2 separate regions of the Sus scrofa genome follow, and region 2 is linked to region 1. A link is a contact called in public HiChIP or PLAC-seq data. All regions are on one chromosome and are shown on one strand. Each heading gives the region's core, a stretch centred on a gene start, on an enhancer-like site or on the middle of the called end of the contact. The rest is flanking DNA. Distances are from core to core; before and after follow the strand shown.

Region 1 (7,083 bases), core at 1,870-4,369:
GTGGGGGCCCAGGCCTTCACTTCTCTGTTTGACCTTGGCCTTATAAACATCCCTTCTATTTCATCATGTCCCTCTGCAAACATTACGCATTATGCCTTCGGGGAAGGAGGCAGATGGGCAAATGTCACTTCGGGAAGGAAGGGGAAATTTCATCCACAGAGGGAGCAGGGAGATGACCCACCTGATCCAAAGACCCACAGTACTGCTACTGTTCTAATTTATGCTCTAGGTCCACACACTGGTCTTTAAGAGCGAGAAGGGTGGGCATGAAAATGCCGATTCAACAGATGGATAAATGGAGGCGCAGAGGGCTGACTTGCTCTGATCAAGATCACACAGTTGGGTAGGAGTGGAGATGTGAGCTGAAGCTGAATTTATTATCAACATACATTCCTTTTTACCCTCCATAAGCTAAATTTGATTTCCCGGACGGGAGTTCCCGTTGTGGCTCAGTGGTTAACAAACCCAACTAACATCCATGAGGATGTGGGTTTGATCTCTGGCCTCACTCAGTGGTTAAGGATCCAGCGTTGCTGTGGCTGTGGTGTAGGCCTGCAGCTGTAGCTCTGATTTGACTCCTAGCCTGGGAACTTCCACATGCCATGGGTGCAGCTCTAAAAAGGCAAAAAAAGAAAAAAAAAATTGAGTTGGGTTTTTCTATCACTTGGCATGAAAGGGCTCCTGACTCGGTTGCCATTTGTTGAGTGTCTTGCACATATTTTCCTCCCCTAATCCTGACTCACAGAACAATGAGATAAGGATTATTTACAGTTTGGAGACTGAGGCCCAGAGAGGGTAAGAGATTGTTCAAAGACACAGAACTCCAAATAAAGTCTGTCTCTCTGCTGCCAAAGCTGCAATGTAGTCTTTGCCAAAAGGAGCCATTCAGGTTGATATGTGCATTCCTTGTGCAGTGTGGAGGCTGACTTAAACAACAAAAAATTGTTTCAGTTAAAAAAGAGGTCCAAAGCTGAGGTGACAGAACGAGGTCAATAAAACAGATTTTATGTTTATGACCCAATGCCTGGCCTAGATGTGTTATTTGGTTGATGTAATCAACCTTTGATTTGTTTCCCTGACAGTGTCTGTGTCTGATTTGAGAGAGATTTTTTTTTCTTTTTAGGGCCTCATCCATGGTGGTTCCCAGGCTAGGGGTCACATCAGAGCTGCAGCTGCAGGCCTACACCACAGCCACAGCAACGCAGGATCCAAACCTTGTCTGTGACCTACACCACAGCTCAGGGCAACACCGGGTACTTACTCCACTGAGTGGGGCAGGGATCAAACCCGCATCCTCATGGATACTAGTTGAACTCATAACTTGCTGAGCCACAACAGGAACTCCCATACCTAGATGTCTTTCTGACAACCAGATATTAAGCAACTCATCTAGAAAATGGGAGGATATAAATCCAATTTCTTCCCTGAAATACTTTTAGTGGCCCCCAGATGTTTGAAAGAATGTTCAAAGGATGTTTACTTAACCTCTCTGTGCTCCAATTTCCCCATTGGTAGGTAAAATGAGGATATAAATAATCCTTACTTCATAGACTATGGGGAGGATTAAATAAGCAAAAATGTGTAAAGTGCTTCGTGCCTCATAGAGTGCTCAGAGAAATGTGTTTGTTTAAAATAAAATAAATCTCCTGTGAGTAGTTAGCTCTGGTCATCGCTCATCTCATTCCCATCTCCTTCTTTGGGGACAGTGACACCTGACGCCTCCCCTCTCTAGCTGGTTTCACAGATGGGTCCTTGTTTTCTCAGTACCTTCAGCTTACTGCACGACAGCATTTGTCACCGCCTGTAATTCTATCATCCTGGGGGTTAGTGTCAGTTCATCTATTAAGCCCTTGAAGCCAGGGGCTGGGTTTTATTCCTTTCTCTCTCCCCAGAATCTAAGCCCTATTAGGTCTCCCATAAATACGTATTAAATAGAATCTTGCTTTGACTTTCCAATCACAGTAATTCAAGCCCCTGAGAGGCTAAATGAGTCTTCTAAGTCATACGGGTAATTAGTGGCCGAGGAAAGACTAAAACTTTCAGTCTTGTTCACTTCTGACTGCCAGACCTAAGCTGGTAGTGTGTGTGCGGGCTCACCAGCATCACCACTAACACCTGCTGACCATCTGCTTCTAAAATTAGTTTATTCAGATACCCATAAAAGAATGCATGGTCTTTCAGCATCCTTCCTCAGAAGTTCCTGGAATGTTTTGGGATGATTTAATCACCATTGTTCCTGGAGAAAAAGAGCGACTGGGAAGGAAGTGGATTTGCATCTGTCCAATCCGACGATCTGCTGACTATCTGGATAATTCTGATGCCTTGAATCCCTCCCTAAGGTAAGAGGCGGTTGCTTTCATCCGTTCATTTTTCCAGGTGTGGCGATGAGGGCAGAATTATTTGGAAAATCTTATTAAATATGGGGCCTCCTCCTGCAGGCTTGGACCTGACCAAATCCTTCTGCTTCTACCAACTGCTGCATTAGCAAAACACCAGACGGCGCTGTGTCTTCGCTGGCTTTTTAACCATCACGTCCAGCTCACAAAAGCCCCAGGTTTCCCCTAAAACTGTTCAAGGGATGGCCCAAATCCTCCCTTCTGAGCAACAGGCTCGTTTCTTGCAGCTTTTCGCGTCTGCATGTATGTGTTTTAGGGAGGGTCCCGTTTTAACTAGCCTCGCGGAGACCTGTTTGAACAGCTGTGTCTCCTGCTTTCTCTTATCCATTCTAAAAGAGCGTTTTCTCTGTGACTTAAAACAAATCTATGTAAATTGGAATGAATTTAAGGCACACTAGGCTCGCTTTCTTGGCCTTCATCGCCCTAGTTTTAAATGCATCCTCCAGAAGAAAGGATTCAACCTCGAAGCCTTTTCCCAACGTGCCAGAGGAGCGCACACGCCCGATTCGCGGTGTGCTTGGCGGGGGTTCCCGCCCGGGTTCACCTGTCTGGGGATGGAGAGGTGTGTCCATGCCTCCCAATAGCTGGACAACTGGCTCCCTCTGCTTTTCTCTTCTACTTTCTTCCCTCCGCTCTGATTAGTAAGTGGTATTGGGGCGGGAGGGTGGTGGGGAGCGGTGAGGAGGGCGGGGAAGGGGCCCGGAGGGGAGGGGCGTCAGAGCGCTGTCACCGAGTGTCGCGCCGCCCTCCCCGCCCCTCTGCCGGGGGTGTGGGAGCGCAGCCGAGCGCGCGGCAGAGGGCCGGGCGCGTGGGGACGCGGGAGTGCGGGGTTCTGGACAAGCCGCGCGGCACGAGGAGCGCGCTGGCCTCCTGAGCTCGGCGCTGAGCCCGGAGCCCGGAGCCCGGAGCGGGCCGCTACCCGCTCCCTGTGCGCTGGGCGGCAGCCCCGGCCGCGGCAGCCCGGCTCCCGGGGAGCGCGCCTCGCCATGGAGCCTTCGCACAAAGACGCCGAGACGGCGGCTGCAGCGGCGGCAGTGGCGGCGGCGGACCGGGGGGCGTCCTCGTCCAGCGGGGTGGTGGTGCAGGTCCGCGAGAAGAAGGGCCCCCTGCGCGCCGCCATCCCCTACATGCCCTTTCCTGTGGCCGTCATCTGTCTCTTCCTCAACACTTTTGTGCCGGGACTGGGTAAGACGCGGTGGCCGCGACCCCGGCGCCCCGGGGCCCTAGCGCGGGAGGACAGCAGGGGAGGGGTCGAGGAGGGACCCTCGGGCGGCGTCCACCGGCGGCGGCAGCTGCGCCGGCGCTCCCAGCGCCCCCTGGCAGGTGGCAGGGTCGCGTGGAGCGGGTGCCGGGAGGGGGGCGCGGCGCAGGGTTCCCTGACGCGCCTTGCACCTTCTCGGACCTGGGAGCCAGGCGATTCAGCCCCGAAGAGCTAGAAACTTTGCCGGGGATGTTGGAGCCCGCGGGCGGCGGCCCAGACGGTTCCCTCAGCCCCAGCTAGGCTCCCCTCCAGGCGCCTCCAAATCCTGCTTCTTCCCTTCGCCGCGCGCACCCTCCCACGAGCTCCTTTCTCCCAGGGGCACGGGGTCTGAGCAGGAGGAGCCTTGGGGCCGCGCCTGGCGGAGAAGTCAGGCGGAGCCGGGTGGGGGGCGGGGGACGAGCCAGGTTAGGAGACAGCCCGCAGCGCCGCCTGCATTCGCGCGCTGCGGGGCGTGTGGGGGCGAGAGCTCTTCAGCCAGAGCCTCCTCTGCCTCCTTCCCGAGTACCCGCGATTCCGCCTGCAGCCCCAAGGCGAAGCCGGGTGATTTTATTAGCTTGGACGTCTGTGGGTTTGAACCGCACGTGGCCAAGTGGTTGACCCTATGACCCCCCTCCCATCACTTCCGTTCCTGAGAAAGTGGAGAGCGCGCGCCTGTAATTACGTCGGACTTTGGCTGCCCGCAGGGTCCCTAATGGCACGAGGGTCCCTGATGGCACCAGTGTCCCAAATTTTAAAGCAGAGGCTCATCACCGAGATAGGAGTGCCGAAAGGTGCAGAAAAGGGGGCAACGCGAAGTTTTCTCAACTCTCTGTCTCCTAACCCCGCTCCGAAATTTCTGTCTGCGCGCTTGGCACTCGCTGTTCTTGCGTGCCAAGGGCACCCTCCCCAATCTCAATTCCATGCCAGACCTGAAGGGGGCAGGCACCTCTGGGCCCTCTCCAGGAGGGAGCTCGCCGCCGCGCTCGAGCTGGTTGCTAGCATAGGCTCCAAGTTCCCAGGAACAGAGGTCAGCTGGAAGCGGTTTTACTTTGGCCTTTCTCACGGCCCGCGCTTAGCCAGCTTTGCAGGGTCCTCTGCGACGCTAACATCAAAGGTCACACGCACCCACTACAGGTCGTGTTCACTTTCCCCTTGGCGCTCATCTGTGGCCAGAGCAGCGTATTTGTCTGAGAAGGAAGTTAGGTGGTCTCTAGTTGGGCTTCCCCCTCGTTGGTGCCCTCAGCAGCCTAGTTGACGTCATCAGGCCTGCTCTCTTTGCGCCTTTAGGCACTGTGAGGAGGCAAGCTGCTGTTAATGCAGTTGTGTCAGAAATTCCCACCTGCTGGAGTGAAAAGACACTGCCTGTCCATCTCTCTAGGCATGTGAAGATAAAGAGCAGGGACACATCTCCATCCGACTTTTTTTAGAGTGGTGAGGTAGATGGCCAGCTTATGGTCTCTCTCTCTCTCTCTCTTTTTTTTTTTTTTTTGGTGGCTTCTTAGGGCCGCACCTGCAACCTATGGAGGTTCCCATGCTAGGGGTTGAATCGGAGCTGTAGCTGCTGGTCTACACCATAGCCACAGCCACACCAGATCTGAGCCACATCTGCCACAGCTCACAGCAATGTGGGATCCTTAACCAACTGACCAAGGCCAGGGGTCAAACCTGTGTCCTCATGGATACTAGTCAGATTCTTTTCGGCTGAGCCACAACAGGAACTCCAGTTTATGGTCTTTGAGGAAAGAAATGCATTGGTGGCACGTGGGAGGGCCCATATGCCCCGTCCATGCTGGGTGAGGCCACAGCCTGGGCACCTGCACACGTCCTTCTGGGTATGCCTCACTCGGCCCCTTTCTTACCCTTTGCCCTGCCGCCTCCCTGCCCTGGGCATCCAGTTTTTCCCTCTTTACACTTCCCTTTGTTAGATCATCATCCTTGGAGATATTTGTAAGAAGCGTTTTGAAGAAGCCAGAAGAAAAGAAAGGGAAAATAAACCAACTACCAAAGGGAAAAAACAGGGTGAGGCAAGCCATGGGTATACAGAGTTAGGAATTTTCAGAGACTGACTCCAGGCATTTAATTGTTCTGATGGGGGGGGGCGCCCCTCCCCACACTGAAGGGCGTTTCTGATCCTTGGTGATGTTTCTTCTTCGTGAGTCAGGGATGTCTGTCTCTCAGGGTTGCTGGGAGGATGAAGTGAGATTACGTAAAGCTCGGGTCTGGCCATTAGAAGTGTTCCAGAGACCTGAGTCCTTGCTCTTTGCTCTTCTGCAGAGCTGAGCACTGGTCCTTTCCCTGGTGTGTGTGGGTGCCTTCTGGGACCTTTCTTCTGATGACTTATTCACCTCTCAGCTCCTCTGCACCTGCAGAGGAATCTTGGACCACAGAGCTGCCCAGGCTAAACTTGCAGGCTCCGCCCCCCCCACTTGCCCCCAGTGGTTTGAAAGGCTCCAATTCTTAGAATTTTTTTCCCTCAATCCAGATCCACTTCTCCAGGTGTGCCAGGCTTATCCAGTGCTCCTGTGAAAACTGAATATTCATGTCTGGCTCTGCCCTTTGAGGAAATGAAGCTTCTTTTAATCCATTCACTCAGTCATCCAACAAACACAGGGCATCCACCACGTGCCAAGCACTGGGGATGTGATGAGAAATAAATTAGTCAAGATGTCATAGATTGTTGAGGACAACTGATGCAAACTTTAAGTTTGTAAGTGCTGGAGTTTCTGTTGTGGCTCCGTGGAAACGGACCTGGCTAGAACCCATAAGGATTCTGGTTTGATCCCTGGCCTCGCTCAGTGGGTTAAGGATCTGGCAATGCCATGAGCTGTGGTGTAGATTGCAGATGCAGCTTGGATCTGGTGTTGCTGTGGCAGTGGTGTAGACCGGCAGCTGGAGCTCCGATTAGACCCCTAGCCTGGGAACTTCCATATGCTGCAGGTGTTGACCTAAGGGGGAAATTTTTTTTTGTAAGTGCTGTGATGGCAGCAAGAACAGTATTGTATCAGTAACTGGGGCGATTCTTTCTGGGTTGGGGTGGCGGTTCAGAGAAAGCTTCCTGGAGGGAGTAGTATTAGGCTAGACCTTGCCGAGGGCATCTATCTCATGGGCCCAAGCACTTGCCATCCTCCCTTCACTCTTACTCTCCAGAAACTGGTCAGAGCACTCGCCCAAAGAGCTCTTTTTTTTTTTTTTTTCCTGGAAACTTCCTTACCTGCAAGTCCTTTCCTAATTTGCAAATTGGATAAGAGCACGGGTGTTGGGTTGAGTGAAGGCGTGGTTTTTCTCTGATATAGTGTCTCAAATCCATCTGAGAATTCTAAGCCTAGTCCTTACCTGGTACCTTCTAGATCCATGCAACAGGGCTGCTGAGCTAAATACTATAAGAGGGATGTTTCCTTTCCTGGGAAGTGGATAGGAAAGAGAAGTGATTTATGATTATTCTGACTC
Region 2 (7,083 bases), core at 1,815-4,314, 38 kb after region 1:
TGGTCATGATAAGTCGTTACCATCTGCCGTCCTACAAAGATATGACGTAATTATTGACTATATTACCCACATTGTACATTTTGTACCCATGACTCATTTCTTTTGTCAGTGAAAGTTTGTACCTTTTAATTTCTCTCACCTATTTCTCTCCTCCTCCCACCTTCTCCCCCTCTGGCAACCACCAGTTTGTTCTCTGTATTTATGACTATTTCTGCTTTGTTATGTTTGCTCTTTTATTTTGTTTTTTAGATTCCACATGCAAGTGAAATCATATAGTATTTGTCTTTCTCTGTCTGATTTGTTCATAATACCCTTTAGGTTTATCCATGTTGTTGCAAATGGCAAGATTTCATTCTTTTTAATGGCTAAGTAATATTCCATTGTGTATGTACACACCACTTCTTTATCCATTCGTCTATCATGGACACTTGAGTCTCTTTCATATCTTGGCTATTGTAAATAATGCTGCAATGAACATATAATAAATCTTTCAAATTAGTATTTTCATTTTTTTTCAGACAAATACCCAGAAGTGGAATGGCTGGATCTGTTTTTAATGGTAGTTCTTTTTTTAATTTTTTGAGGAATCTGCATAATATTTTCCACAGTGGCTGCACCAATTTACATTCCTACCAACAGTACACAAGGGTTTCCTTTTCTCCACATCCTCGTCAACACTTGCTATTTCTTGTCTTTTTGGTGATAGCCATTTTGACAGATGTGAGCTGATATCTCATTGTGGTTTTGATTTGTATTTCCCTGATGATTAATGATGTTGAGCATCTTTTCATGTGCCTTTTGGCCATCTGTATGTCTTTTTTGGAAAAATGTCTATTCAGTTCTGTCCAATTTTATTACTCTTTTTAAAAAGCTTTTTTAGGGCTGCTCCCACAGCACATGGAAGTTCCTAGGCTAGGGGTCGAATTAGAGCTGCAGCTGTCACCCCATGCCACAGCCACAGCATCTGCAACCTACACCAGAGCTCATAGCAACGCCAGATCTTTAACCCACTGAGCGAGGCCAGCGATCGAACCTGTGTCCTCATGGATATTGGTTGGGTTTGTCACTGCTGAGCCATGACGGGAACTCCCAGTTCTGTCCAGCTTTAAATTGGGTTGGGTTGTTTGTGTGTGTTTTATTTTGGGTCTTTTGGATGTTGAATTGTGTGCATTCTTTGTATATTTTGGATATTAACCCCTTGTGGGAGATATCATTTGCAAATATCTTCTCCCATTCAGTAGGTGGCCTTTTTGTTGTGTTCTTGAGGAATGCAGTTAGCTGACAATAGATTCGTTTTGAAGAATGTTGAAGGTGGTCAGGATACTGCAAATCCTGGGATGGTCCGTGTTGTATCTGGCCTTGTTCTGTCTTGGTTTGACAGTTTAATCTCTGCAAGTTCTTTGCTGGCCAGGACATGACAAGCACGGTGTTGGGTATACAGAACACTTTCTGGTTGAGGACACAGACCTCCAATGGCCTTGAACCCTGAGCTGACTGTCCTTTGTCTCACAGTGATTCCCTTCACTCTCTGAGACGCACTCTCGGCCACTTGTGATGGTCAGGGCCTGCCCTCCTAGCCTGTCCAGCACGGCCTCCTCTGACTCTGCTCCAGGGTTATCAGGCTGAGCAAGCAGCCAGTGCCTTTCCACAGCATGTGTGAACACAGCATCCAGCATCCTCTCCCCTTCCTGCCCCCTCTGTTAAGAAATCAGAGCCAAAGGAGCCAGGATGAGAGAAGGAGCACGGAGTCTGCTCTGGGACCAAGGCCTTATCTTCTCAGACTGACCTTGGCTTACTTAGGCCATGGGCACAGAGACTCTGTGGGCTTTTTGTTTTTATTAGCTTTTTAGGGCTGCATTCACGGCATGTGGAGGTTCCCAGGCTAGGGATTGAATTGGAGCTACAGCTGCTGGCCTACACCACAGCCACAGCAACACTAGATCCGAGCTGCATCTGCGACCTACACCACAGCTCACGGCAACGCCGGATCCTTAACCCACGAGTGAGGCCAGGGATCGAACCTGCATCCTCATGGATGCTAGTCAGTTTTGTTTCCTCTGAGCCACGGAGGGAACTCTCCTGTGGGCTTTTTTTTTTTTTTTTTTTTTTTTATTTTTTTTTTTTTGTCTTTTGTTGTTGTTGTTATTGTTGTTGCTATTTCTTGGGCCGCTCCCGTGGCATATGGAGGTTCCCAGGCTAGGGGTCTAATCGGAGCTGTAGCCACCGGCCTACGCCAGAGGCACAGCAACGCAGGATCCAAGCCGCGTCTGCAACCTACACCACAGCTCACGGCAATGCCAGATCATTAACCCACTGAGCAAGGGCAGGGACCGAACCCGCAACCTCATGGTTCCTAGTCGGATTCGTTAACCACTGCGCCACGACGGGAACTCCCTGTGGGCTTTTAAATTATTCTCGTTCTGTTTTCCTAGGGCTTTTATCCAGGATCATTTGTGAATTGGTAGTCACTTCATTGTCCTTCCCTTTTCCCTTTCCAGTTGAAATGAGTGCACAATGATAAAGCGAGGATGACCAGGCCTGCTGACTTAGTATCTCAGGGTGGTATAGCCCAGGAAGGTGTATTTTTAGCCCAAGCTCCATTGCTTCTTATGGCCCCTCAAGGTTGGAGACGTGAAATTCCATTAGGTTGAGTGTGACCCTGAATGTGATCTCCCGTTTGTCTCATTCTGGCTCCGGACTGGACACAGTCAGCACTGGGACCTGTTTCATAGGGTGTGGCTTGTCCTTCCAGATCGGCTGTGTCCTTCCTGTCCCCCTAAAGCTCACGTTCAAGGTTGTGCTGGTAAAAGAGCTGTGCTCAACCAACCCTCCCTGAGGAGTGATGGAGGGCGTCCAGGTGGAGGTCTCAGGCGCTGATGAGCGGCACATCTTAATGACCACAGAGCCAGGTGCAGGTGACCCCGGGGTCCAGCTGGACTTACTCTCCTCGGTCCCAGGGGAGCAGCCCTTCTCCCCGAGTTCCACGAGGCCTTGAGACCTGCCCCCTCCAGTCCAGTGCCTTTCACTGCTCCCACGTGAGTCATGCAAAAAGCTGAACCTGACAGGGACTTGTGAAGGACGATTTCAGCCCCCAGGCTCCATCCTTTGGAGGCAGAGCTGCCCCCTCTCCTGGCGGTGCCCACGCCAGCCCACTTCTGCGCTGCTTCTCTTCCAGCGCCTGACCGAAGCAGGATGGGGGGGCGGTGGGAGCCAGGCTGGGGAGCCCTCCCCCAGGACCCTTTGGGACATCCAGGACAGACGTGTCCTCCCTGCTGCCTGTGTCTGGAGCCTGAGACCTGAGCTCCTTGGGGAAGCCAGTGACCTCAGAGCGATGGTGGCCAGAGGGGACTGTGGCTGCAAAGCGCTCTGGTGTCTTTGCTGTGAGTCTGGTGGGGTGGGGGTGGGGTCTCCTAAGCATCTCCCGCCTGGCCGCCTCCCTCGGGACCCGGCAGAGTGCATGTCTGTGCCTGAGTTCCAGCTGTCCTTACAACACTGATTTTGGTGGTTGACAGTTCAGTTCATTACCGTCATTTTCCGCTGTGCCCATTAGCGTTGGCAAGGCCTGGGCATCCTCAGAAATATTATGGCTGGGCCCTGTCCACCCGCCTCTGCTCCCTGACTCAGCGCCCAGGCATGTGGCGGTCGCTGTGGGACAGAGTGAAAGGCCAGGATCGTGGACTAATCTCCTGCCAGGCGGTGTGGTTTTCTGATTCTGTGTCTGCCGTGCCAATCCCTCCACTGCTCCAAGAGCAATTCTCAAACCTGGTTGTGTGTTAGAATCAACGGGGGCAATGTTGCTTTTATCTTTTTAATTTTTTTTCTTTTCTTTGCTTCCCCTGTATGGACCTCCTAGGCCAGGGATCAGATATGAGCTGCAGTCACAACCGAAGCCGCAGGTGTGGTAACGCCGGTTCCTTAACCCATTGTTTGGGGCCAGGGATTGAACCTGTGTCCCAGTGCTCCCAATATGCCTCTGATCCCATCGTGCCACAGTGGGAATTCCTCTTTCATCTTTTGAAACGAGCAATCCAATCCCTGGACCCATTCCTGTGCCTTTGGGGGTCTGGAAGTGGGGACCTGCAACCTGCATTTTTATAAACTTCAGCTTGAGTATTCTCACGTGCAAACCAGTTCGGGAGATCTGCTGTGGGTACCCCACCCACCACTTCTCACCTTGTCGAGAACCTTTCCACCCACTTAGCCCTTGTCTGGTTATGTCCTCATCCTCTCCCATCCCGTCCCCCGTGGCTTCTCCTCAGCAGACAGACAAGCTGCACTTTCTCTTGTGTACTTTAGAGAAAGGGCTCGTAGAGCATGTTCTGGAATCCTCACCGCATTCTCTCTGAACCTCTGACATCCTGCTGTCTCCCCGCCATCCCCTCAGACTCCCACTGAGGCCACCCAGACTGCGTCCCCTCACTGTCTCTGCGGCACGTGATCCTATCCAGCACCTTCTCTTCCCTGAGGCGCCCCTGTTTCTGGGACACCCTCCCTCACCTCTCTGTTTGGTCCCCCTCTGTCCCCTTTGTGGCCATGATAGGTCCCCCAGGAAAGATGAGTCTTTCCTGGATCTTTCCCTGAATTCCACGCCCTCCTGGGTGACCTCATTCACTTGGGTGACTTCTGTTTCCTGCAGCCCACCCTCCCAAGGCCCCATCTAGGGTGTGGCTCTGGGCCCAGGGTTCCCCACCTGCTTCTTGGCTCCACCCTGTGGAAAACCAGACACCCAGACCCGTCCGTGCCCCCTTCATCCTGCCCCAACCTGCAACATGTCCCCCAATCTCAGGCCACTCCCTCCTCCTGGGGGTCCTCCCTTCTCCTCCCAGTCCCCCCTGCCCTGTCTCCCTGCCCCCCTCACCTCCTCTCCGCTCCAAGCCTCTGCCTCACCCCTGCCCTGCCCCTGCCTTGGGGGTCACAAACCTGATGTGTGATTCCCCATCCAGACCCTTCCCAGAGGCTGCCCTTGCTGCAGCAAGGCCCTCAGATCCCGTCCAGTCTGACCCCTGTCCTGCAGCCCTGGTTTTCATCCCTGCCATGCACACACCCTCAGAGCCCCCGCCGCCCTCAGCTTCCGGAAGGATGAGCATGCTGGATTGTTTTGGGGGGCTCTCCCCCTGCCCCTCCGTGATTACTTCCACCAGCTTGCCAGACCTCTCCTCCCACAGAGTTCTCTTCTCCAAGCCTTTGCTGCTAAACCAAACAGGGTTCAACACTGTTCCTTTTGGGACTCAGCGTCCCCAGCAGAGTGTGAGGTCCCGGATGGGACCAGGCAAGCCCCCCCACATGCCCGCACTCCATTCCCGAGCCGGCACTGCTGCCTGGCTGGTGCTTATGGACTAAGAACTAACCCGTTGCAGTTGGGGAGGGCTTGTTCTTTAGCAGTTAAGATTCACTTAAAATAATTAACTGTGCTAAAATCATTTTTTAAATGTCCCATTGATAGATCAAAACAGTGTTTTTATATTACAAATCCATTCACTTCATCCTTACCTTCTATGGCCTGTGTTACCCTATATGGCAGAAGGGACCTATCACCATTGTTTCCTAATTAATGAAATTCTTTACCCCAACTAATGACTAATTAATGATTAATGTATGCACATCAACACAACTGCAGGTGATATATATACATATTCTTATATGTGCTTATATTTTTTGTATGCATCTGAGAGTTATCATAAGCCTATTAATGTGGGCCCTCCCACACCGCATGGGAGCCAATGTTTTCATTTCTTTAAACAGAATATGGAGTAGCCCAGTTTTTCCCAGCAGATATGCTTTCATCTTTGCTAATGCTGCCTGTTGGTGCAACAGTGGGCTCGCTGGGCCTCTCTGCCTCCGTGGCAATCAGGCAGATGCATGAAGAGGCCCATTGGCCTCTAATCAGTTTGGCAGTTCTGGTGAGATTCCATCTTTTGTCAGGGGATGGACAAGATGACCTAACTTCAAGAATCTCTGGGAGTTCCCGTCGTGACTCAGTCGTAACAAATCCCACTAGTATCCATGAGGACATGGATTCGATCCCTGGCCTCGCTAAGTGGGTTAGGGATCCGGCGTTGCTGTGAGCTGTGGTGTAGGTCACAGATGTGGCTTGGATCCCAAGTTGCTGTGGCTGTGGTGTAGGCCATTAGCTGCAGCTGTGGTTCGACTCCTAGCTTGGGAACTTCCATGTACCCTGGGTGCAGCCCTAAAAAGACAAAAAAAAAAAAAAAAAAAAAAAAAAGAATTTCTGAGTTTAGGGCCAGAGTTTCCTTATGCTCAAAATGTTCATATACATATTAGGCTGAGCCATAAGAAATTGCTATTAATAGAAACATCTTCCTGTTTCTGAGCAGGAAGACCAGGGCAAAGCCACAGCTACAAAGAGACGGAGTGTCACAGGACCTCAGCCAGCTCCCACTGAGTCAGGACACTGCCGGCCACAGTCAGGGCACTATCTGCCTCAGGGCTTCTGGGAAGGACACTGACCGGGGCAGGGAGACGGTGCAAGAATATTTTGAAAATCAAGGATGAAGTGTTTTTCCTTTTTTTCTTCAATTCTCTGTATTGTGGTAAAATACAAATAACATGAAGTTTACCATTTTATTTGTTTTCGTTTTGGAGTTTTTTTTGGCTGCACCTGGGGCATGTGGAAATTCCCAGGCCAGGGATCGAACTGAAGCCATAGTCGTGGCCTCTGCCACAGTTACAACAGTGTTGGATCCTTAACCCACTGTGCCACACGGAAATTTCCTGAAATTTACCATTTTAACCAGTCTTAAGTGTACAGTTCGGGGGCCTTAAACACACGCACGTTGCAGTGTAGGCATCACCACCATCCATCTCCAGAACTCTTTCCATCTTTCAAAGCTGAAACTCTGTTCCCATTAAACAGTAACTCCTCATTCCTCCTTCCCCCAATTCTTGTCCACCACCATCCTATTTTCTTTTCTTTTCTTCTTTTCGTCTTAGCACCACACCTGCAGCATATGGAAGTTCCCAGGCTAGGGGTTGAATCAGAGCTGCAGCTGCCAGCCTGCACCACAGCCACAGCAATACAGGATCTGAGCCGAGTTGGTGACCTACACTGCAGCTTGTGGCAAC

The links. HiChIP or PLAC-seq counts read pairs in DNA pulled down with a chosen protein or histone mark.
Region 2: an H3K27ac HiChIP or PLAC-seq map of skeletal muscle shows a contact between it and region 1. The contact joins the enhancer-like site here to the promoter of STUM in region 1. A contact is called at or near these places in 5 of 47 Hi-C or Micro-C datasets (embryonic fibroblasts, epiblast stem cells, fetal heart ventricle and 2 more) and 1 of 2 datasets of contacts at active chromatin or transcription factors (skeletal muscle).

The regions. Positions count from the first base shown.
Region 1 is chr10:14,291,840-14,298,922 of Sscrofa11.1, forward strand. STUM (protein stum homolog) reads left to right here and starts at 3,120. Exons shown (of 4, transcript XM_003357643.4): 1 at 3,120-3,581. The coding sequence starts at 3,383.
Region 2 is chr10:14,329,812-14,336,894 of Sscrofa11.1, forward strand. The region is part of intron 1 of STUM (protein stum homolog); the gene reads left to right. Among named protein-coding and RNA genes, the nearest start is that of STUM, 38 kb to the left of the region's middle. Within about 2 kb of position 3,065, at least 9 of the 83 cell types and tissues checked have an H3K27ac peak or open chromatin away from gene starts, as enhancers often do. A contact at or near this core is called in skeletal muscle, where this site is marked.